2 separate regions of the Drosophila melanogaster genome follow, and region 1 is linked to region 2. The links are chromatin contacts, called in public Hi-C maps. All regions are on one chromosome and are shown on one strand. The core of a region is the stretch at or near the end of the contact, and the rest is flanking DNA. Distances in the headings are between cores, read along the strand shown. Region 1 holds the start of CG32032. Region 2 holds the start of smg (smaug).

The links. Hi-C and Micro-C count contacts between places; a contact is called where the count stands out from the background.
Region 1: a Hi-C map of the S2 cell line shows a contact between it and region 2, with 1.8 times the contacts expected there. A contact is called at or near these places in 4 of 107 Hi-C or Micro-C datasets (the D17-c3 cell line, the S2 cell line and larval central nervous system).

The regions. Positions count from the first base shown.
Region 1 is chr3L:9,091,220-9,094,893 of dm6, forward strand. It overlaps CG32032, which reads left to right and starts at 1,834. Exons shown (of 4, transcript NM_168317.3): 1 at 1,834-2,092; 2 at 2,401-2,511; 3 at 2,574-2,987; 4 at 3,350-3,637. The coding sequence starts at 1,913. The coding sequence ends at 3,505. It overlaps teq (Tequila), which reads left to right. Exons shown (of 9, transcript NM_168314.3): 6 at 1-246; 7 at 314-406; 8 at 518-601; 9 at 663-912. The coding sequence ends at 799.
Region 2 is chr3L:8,996,619-8,999,848 of dm6, forward strand. smg (smaug) reads right to left here and starts at 1,371. Exons shown (of 5, transcript NM_168309.3): 1 at 961-1,371. CG5087 reads left to right here and starts at 1,566. Exons shown (of 7, transcript NM_140022.2): 1 at 1,566-1,991; 2 at 2,045-2,534; 3 at 2,598-2,978; 4 at 3,035-3,230. The coding sequence starts at 1,837.

The DNA of each region.
Region 1 (3,674 bases), core at 584-3,083, 95 kb after region 2:
GAGATCACTACGCAAACATAGCCGAGTCCTCCGAGGTCGATTCGTTCATTGAGAACTGGTATCTACACGAGAACTTCCGCAAGGGAACACATATGAATAACGATATTGCCCTGGTGGTGTTGAAGACTCCTCTGAAATTTAGTGACTATGTGCAGCCCATTTGTTTGCCAGATAAGAATGCTGAGCTCGTCGAGGACCGCAAGTGCACCATCTCCGGATGGGGTTCTATTAAATCGGGAGTGTCCAGTGAGTAGTTTATGAGATAACGATTCTGGGCACTAATAAACATGATTTTTATTGCTTTTTTTTATAGCTCCTGCGCAAGTTTTGGGTTCCGCCGAGCTTCCCATTTTGGCCGATCACGTATGCAAGCAATCTAATGTGTATGGATCAGCCATGTCGGAAGGTGTGTACCACTTAGGCTTTATTTTGATAAATTAGTCCCATTAAATAGATGTACTAAGAGCGTAAAACTAGTTTGTGCAGGAAATAACCCACATGTTCCACCTTATTTCAGGCATGTTCTGCGCCGGCTCCATGGACGAGAGTGTGGATGCCTGTGAAGGTGACTCAGGCGGTCCACTTGTCTGCTCCGATGACGGTATGCATAGCTTACATGTGTTCTGAGACACGTACTATTTTTCATGAATTTATATTCTTAGATGGCGAGACTCTGTACGGGCTTATTTCGTGGGGTCAGCACTGCGGCTTCAAGAACAGACCGGGTGTCTACGTCCGTGTGAATCACTATATCGATTGGATCTACGAGAAAATCAATGAGAGCTTGCTACGCTTTTAAGGGAGCATATACTCACTTTACACTTTAATATCCACCTTCTTACATGACTACTAATTTATAAGAATTTTGTAGTGAACTTGCTAATAAAGCAGACTTTTTTAGAACGAGCAATTCATTTTAAGGTTTTTAAAATATCAGCAGAACAGTTGTAAAATCTTCAACTTACATCTACCCATTAGCGACTGCAAACCTGTACTCGTCATTTATTTGCTCACACACAAAAAATGAATTAAATCCATAATCAATGCTAATAAAACGCACAACAACAATGCGACTTTTAGCCGGGTATACACAACAATCGTGCTCACAACAAACAACATCGACGACAATGATTTAATTCACAAGTCTGCAATGTTATTTTGACTCATCCCCCACACAGCCGAGAGTTCCACTGGATTCACTCGGTTCTCACCGAGTTCTCCTCCTGGTTGCTTCGTTCCACTTTTCCACGTTCAATTTAGGTCCAACCGGAGCAGCGGAACACGCACTCAATTGACACCACGGCAGACTGAGCGGTCAAAGGGGAGCAACCGGTGGCTAGGAGAAGGGTCAATCTGCGCGGGCGGAACGAAGCTCTTTACGCGCCCAGCTCGCATTGTGCGGGCGTTGCACGCGCGATTGGATGATCGGCTTGGAAGCGCTACAATTAACTCAATTAATACAACAATTTGCCACAATGCACTGGAAAATGTTGGGAAAGCTTACTGTCTGATTTTACAGAAATGGTTTCGAATAATTATGATTAGCACTCCAAGTGAACATATGAATTTATGATATATAATGTAGGTTTATTAAGCTTTATACTTTGCAAATCAACACAAAGAAAAGTATCTTCATTTCTTCTTAAAATAAGCACACATTTTATTTGCAATCTTTATATTTATTTAAAACAATTTTTTTTTTTTGTGTGGAGACCCCGACTGGTTGTTTTCAAATTCAGCTTTGTTTTTTGAGCGAAAGAGTGCGCTGGGCGGTTCCTAGGGGTATTTCAGTCTCTCTGAGTGCGATCAGCGGACTGACTAAACGTTTCTCTGTTAGTTGATTGGGAGATTTCATCTGGAACAGACCGCATTCAGTGGCTCTTATCGGTAGAAACAGCAGCACTTTTCCGAGATGTCTATCAAATCCTTGACATACGTTGCGATCTTTGGCCTTTTTTGGGGCTCAATTGCGGGAACTGTAGTTGATCAGTTTGGGATATATGGTGGTTCACCGATTACCACCACGGAAAGGAGTAATGCGGAGTTGCGCTGCATGAACATCAATCCGCAGAACTCGGTGGACTTGGAGCAGGTACGATATGATAAGATAATATCCTTGAGTGACAGGAAATATTAGCTACACCCAAGATGAAAATGTAAGCTCATTTGAATGCGGAGAGCTAATGCAATTATGGTCGATTTGTTCTAATTAACCCTTTGCGCCCTGAGTGCGCCCAATGTCAATGCTGTACAGATCTGAGCCCTGTTTATTTAGTTATTTTTTTTTTTCATTGTGGGCATTTAATTGAACGCACAGCGAGTGGCATGCAAATAGCACAAATGACCCCCATTCGCTCCTACATGAGTGTGTAATAATGCCCAACCTCTCTGCATATATAGATGATGGGACTCTGGTACGGCAGCGAGATTATCGTGCACAGCCAAGATTTTCCGGGCACCTACGAGTACGACTCATGTGTCATCATTCATCTGACCGATGCCACGGATCAGGTCAGTTGCCATCGAAATTCAAAACATTTAGATACTGATTTTAATCATATGAAATATTACAGATCCGTTTGAGCCAAGCAAATCGCGGCTATGGCTATGGAAATCAGGACTACAACCGTAACCAGAATAACTATGGACGCACCACCACCACTCAATCCTCCTATCCGGATAGCGATGAGTACCCGTTGAGATCGATTCAAAGCCAGCAGAAGTACCTACGTTTGATTTGGAGTGAGCGTGATAACAATCTGGAGTATACTTTCAACTATACCACCAGTGCACCTGGTCAGTGGTCCAACATCGGCGATCAGCGGGGATCCTTGGTCACCCTGAACACGTACACCCAGTTCACGGGCACTGTCCAGGTGGTGAAAGCGGTCAACGATCACCTGGTGCTGACCTTCTGCGGCAACGATGTTAAGAGCTCCATATACACAGTGGTTCTCACCCGCAATCGCCTTGGTCTCAGTTTAGATGTGAGTAAAGTAGTCTTCTTTCAATTTCTTTTCCAGAAAGTTAAATCTTTGGGTAATTGTAGTTTGATTAAGTGTAAAGAACACTTTTTATTTATCTTTAAATCAGACCTTTTTATTTCTCGTAAAATTTGTTTGTTTCTTAACAAAGCTTAATATTTGTTTACAAGCTGCGTCAAGTAATAATATGCAAATAATTTTTTTAGTAAATACTGATAGTGATGAGCAAATCTATATTTGAGAGGTAAAAAGAGGTTACATTGTTTACAATTTTACGTATATGCTGGTAACAAATAAGAATGAGGATTGTAGGAATCGTATATGTATATATTAAACCTAATTAATCATTTTTTCCAATTTTCCAGGAGCTGCGTAGCATCAGGAATCTGCTTTCCCGCCGTGGACTCTACACGGAGACCATTCGCAAGGTTTGCAATGGATGTGGGCGATTGGGTGGCAGCCTCTTCGCTCTTTTAGCCCTTTTGCTGGTCGTACGTTTGGCCTGGGGGCGTGGCCAGTGAGCTGGAGGGGATCGTCAGAGTGTCGAAGTACAGCCGGCGTATTTAATGAGTCCAGCCATATTACGTTAATTTATGTATAATTTTCCCATAAGCAATACACAAGCGAGATCGCCGAGTGCTCTCCCCGAAAACTAACTCACATTGCCTCCGTTTTAATTGCTCGTCTTGT
Region 2 (3,230 bases), core at 121-2,620:
TTTATATGAAATTTCACATTTCCCTGCGAGACTGGGAGCGCAAAAGAGTCGTTTGGGGCGACTCGATCTAACGGTACTTGTGCATGTCGATCTTTGAGGTTATGCGTCACTGCAATTGCTGTTGTTTTCTAACCGGCTTGCAAATAAAAAAATTACCGAAGTTCAACAAAAGTTCAAAGTTCAAAGATTGCAAGCACGCACACACACGCAAACGTAAAGGATACTGCAAACTCACACGCTCTTATATATTATCGTATTTTGGCTGCCCTTTCAGCAGTCGCGATCACAGGCGCTTGGCATATTCCGAACGCTTTTATTTACATATGTACGTTGCGAATAAATTTGATTATATCTGCAAAACTGCAGATCCAACCACACAGAACAGAAGAATTGGTTTAGCACAGCGAAGCTCAGCTGAAGACGAGAAGCTGCAGTGGGGAGCACCGCGGAGGAGGAGCGGCTGATGGCGAATGATTTGGCGCTGGCGTCAGCGATTTAGAAAGAAAATGGTGGAGCTGCAGAAGCAGCGCAGCGGCAGGCAGAGCGAAACGGGCGAAAAGGAGCGCGCGCCTTTTTTTTCTGACAGGATTGATGCTGATGCTGATGCTGCTACTGCTGTCAAGAAAATGGGGAGAGCACTCACTTACACGCACACACAGACGGAGACCTTGCTGCGCTCGTCGGCAGTGGTATGTGTGCGAGTGAGAGTGACACACTGAGCAATGCACGGGCAAAATTGCGGTAAATTACATGCATTACATTTAAGGGAGAGGGGTGGGGCTCCTGCGGGGTAAGCGGGTTTTGTTGTTTTCACCACACAGAGCAGCAGCGCACAGTACACAGAACACACAAGATTGGCCCCCAAAATCACGCCCCACCCACCTAGCCACGGTCGGCCAGACAACAAAAATATATAGCTACAGTGCGCTTGTGCCAAAATTCGTTCTATTTTTCAATTACCTTTTCGCCTTCTATTCGCCTGCTGCAAACCTTGAAATTATTTTCTGTTGCAATTCACAGTTTTGATTCGATCAGCACGAGAAACGAGCATATTTCGCTAATTTGATATGCTATCGGATCGCGTATTTATTAATTTATAATTTTCACCTTTGCTCGCGCGCGCGTTTGTGTGAGTGCGTATGTGTGTACTTTTTATTAGCACTTTTGGGCTTTAGCGTTGTTGTTTTTGCTAAACCATTACTTTTTTTTAGACACACAATTCATGGCGCTTACGCTCACAAACGCCCGATTACTGAGTACTGCGCACGGTTGCTGTTGCACTTGGTCGGATGCATGTTTCGCCAGCTAATCCATTTTTTCAGCAATTAATTAATTATTTATTCACGCGAACGCAGCGTTGCTAGTGCTGGAACAAAAATCGATGTGTACTCGATACAGTCGATCTTTCTTGCAAGCGGTTATCGGTTACTTTCCCTTGGTGATGGACGCTCAGTTGAGCAGCAAAGCTGCCCTAGGTTCGATGCCGTGCTCATGCAGCGCGGACTCAAACCACGGTTTTAGCTAGAAAATTGCCAACAAAAATGATCTCCGCGCTTTGGCCTATTTCTGTGGTTATTTGACAGTAAGCGGAGACGGTGACACTGTACCACCAATTGGAACAAAATAAGGATATTTTCTTTTTGCATTTTGCTCGATATGCAATGCAGAAAATATCCAGCGAGGCTCTGAATCAAGGCTCTGGGATAGCGTTCAGCTCGAGGAAGTGATTGAAACGATAAATACATCCCGGAACGGCCACAATCCCGACAAAAACAAACGCTCTGGTCAACAACAATACATCATCAACAAAATTCTTTCAACCTGCTGCAGAGCAAAATGTTTGCCCAAAACCAAAAGGCCAGCTTCCTGGAGCAGACAAAGGCGGCGCGGGAGGAGCGGGCACTGGAAAAGCGACGCGAACAGGCGGCCATCCTGCTGCAGTCCACGCTCAAGGGATATGCGGCGCGTAGGAAGTACCAGAAACGAATCATGTAAGTGTCTATCTACTTTTATGGAACATCCTAAATAGTAACCCGTTTTGCAGACTCGATTTCGATGCCATGTTCACTGAGAATCATGACGATAAGGATGCGGAACTGGAACTCGTGGCAAGCAACGTCTATCCGGTGCTTCGTCGCTACCTCACCCAGATCAGGCTGGACAAGAGCGATGTGCGTGCACGGGAGCGTCTGGAGCGCATCTGCCGTTACATCATCAAGGCAATGGAGTCGGAGAACACCAAGCTATCCTATGCCGCCCTCTGTCTTTTTAAGGAACGCAGCCTGCCCTGGATCGCGCACATCAAGATACTGCTCACGAACTGCCTGACATTGCTGCCGGAGCTGAAGCCGGAAAACCATGCCGACAGCTTGTCCCTTGCCCTATTTCTGCACACACTGGTAGTCTTCACGGCGCCCAAATCCTGGGCGATACTCAGGAATGCCCAGTTTGAGAAACTGCAGCCGGCCATGCAAAAAATCTGTTGTAATATTCAAGGTCATCTGGTGCAGCACGATTTTTACAAAATCATGCGGGTATGTTGTGACTTTTATTCTTTTAATAAGCTTATTCATGTTATTCTCCATATTATCATCCAGCTCGTTTTGATACGCGGCACTGTTCGCGAGGAGTTGTCTGTAAAGCCCGTCACCCTGGTGGCCATCATTACACTTTGCCTTCGTCCCCTGATCGATGGCAACTTCAGTCGTAATCTACTGGCAAAGTTTCTGTCGGAGATTCTGTCTGTGCCCGCTTTAATCTACCATCTGCAACAGAGTGTACCTCAGTGCCTGGAACAGTTCTCATCGATGGGACTGCTTAAGAAGGCGCTTAGCATTTCGGGGGACGTGCAGTGGTTCGAGGAGTTCGGCACTAGCATGCCGGGCACCAAGTCCCTGGCTTTTCTGGGAAACATAGTGAATTTGTTCAATATCGATGGCCAAGGGGAGTCCAAGGAGTTGGCCTATCCACTACTGACTGTGAGTTTTACATAAACGCTTCTTGATTGAAAAACTTATACTTGTAATCCTTATAGGAAACCACCACATCGCTGTTGGAACTAATACCCAACACGGTGACCACTAAGGGAGTATTTACTCAGTGGCACGAGCTTTTAGGATGGCATACTCCGGGTCCGGAGCCTGCTCAAAATCAGAATGTGGCGCTGATTAAGAAGCAGTTCCACATGTTGTGGGATCATCGCTGCATAAAACTGTTGCTCGGAGATCTCT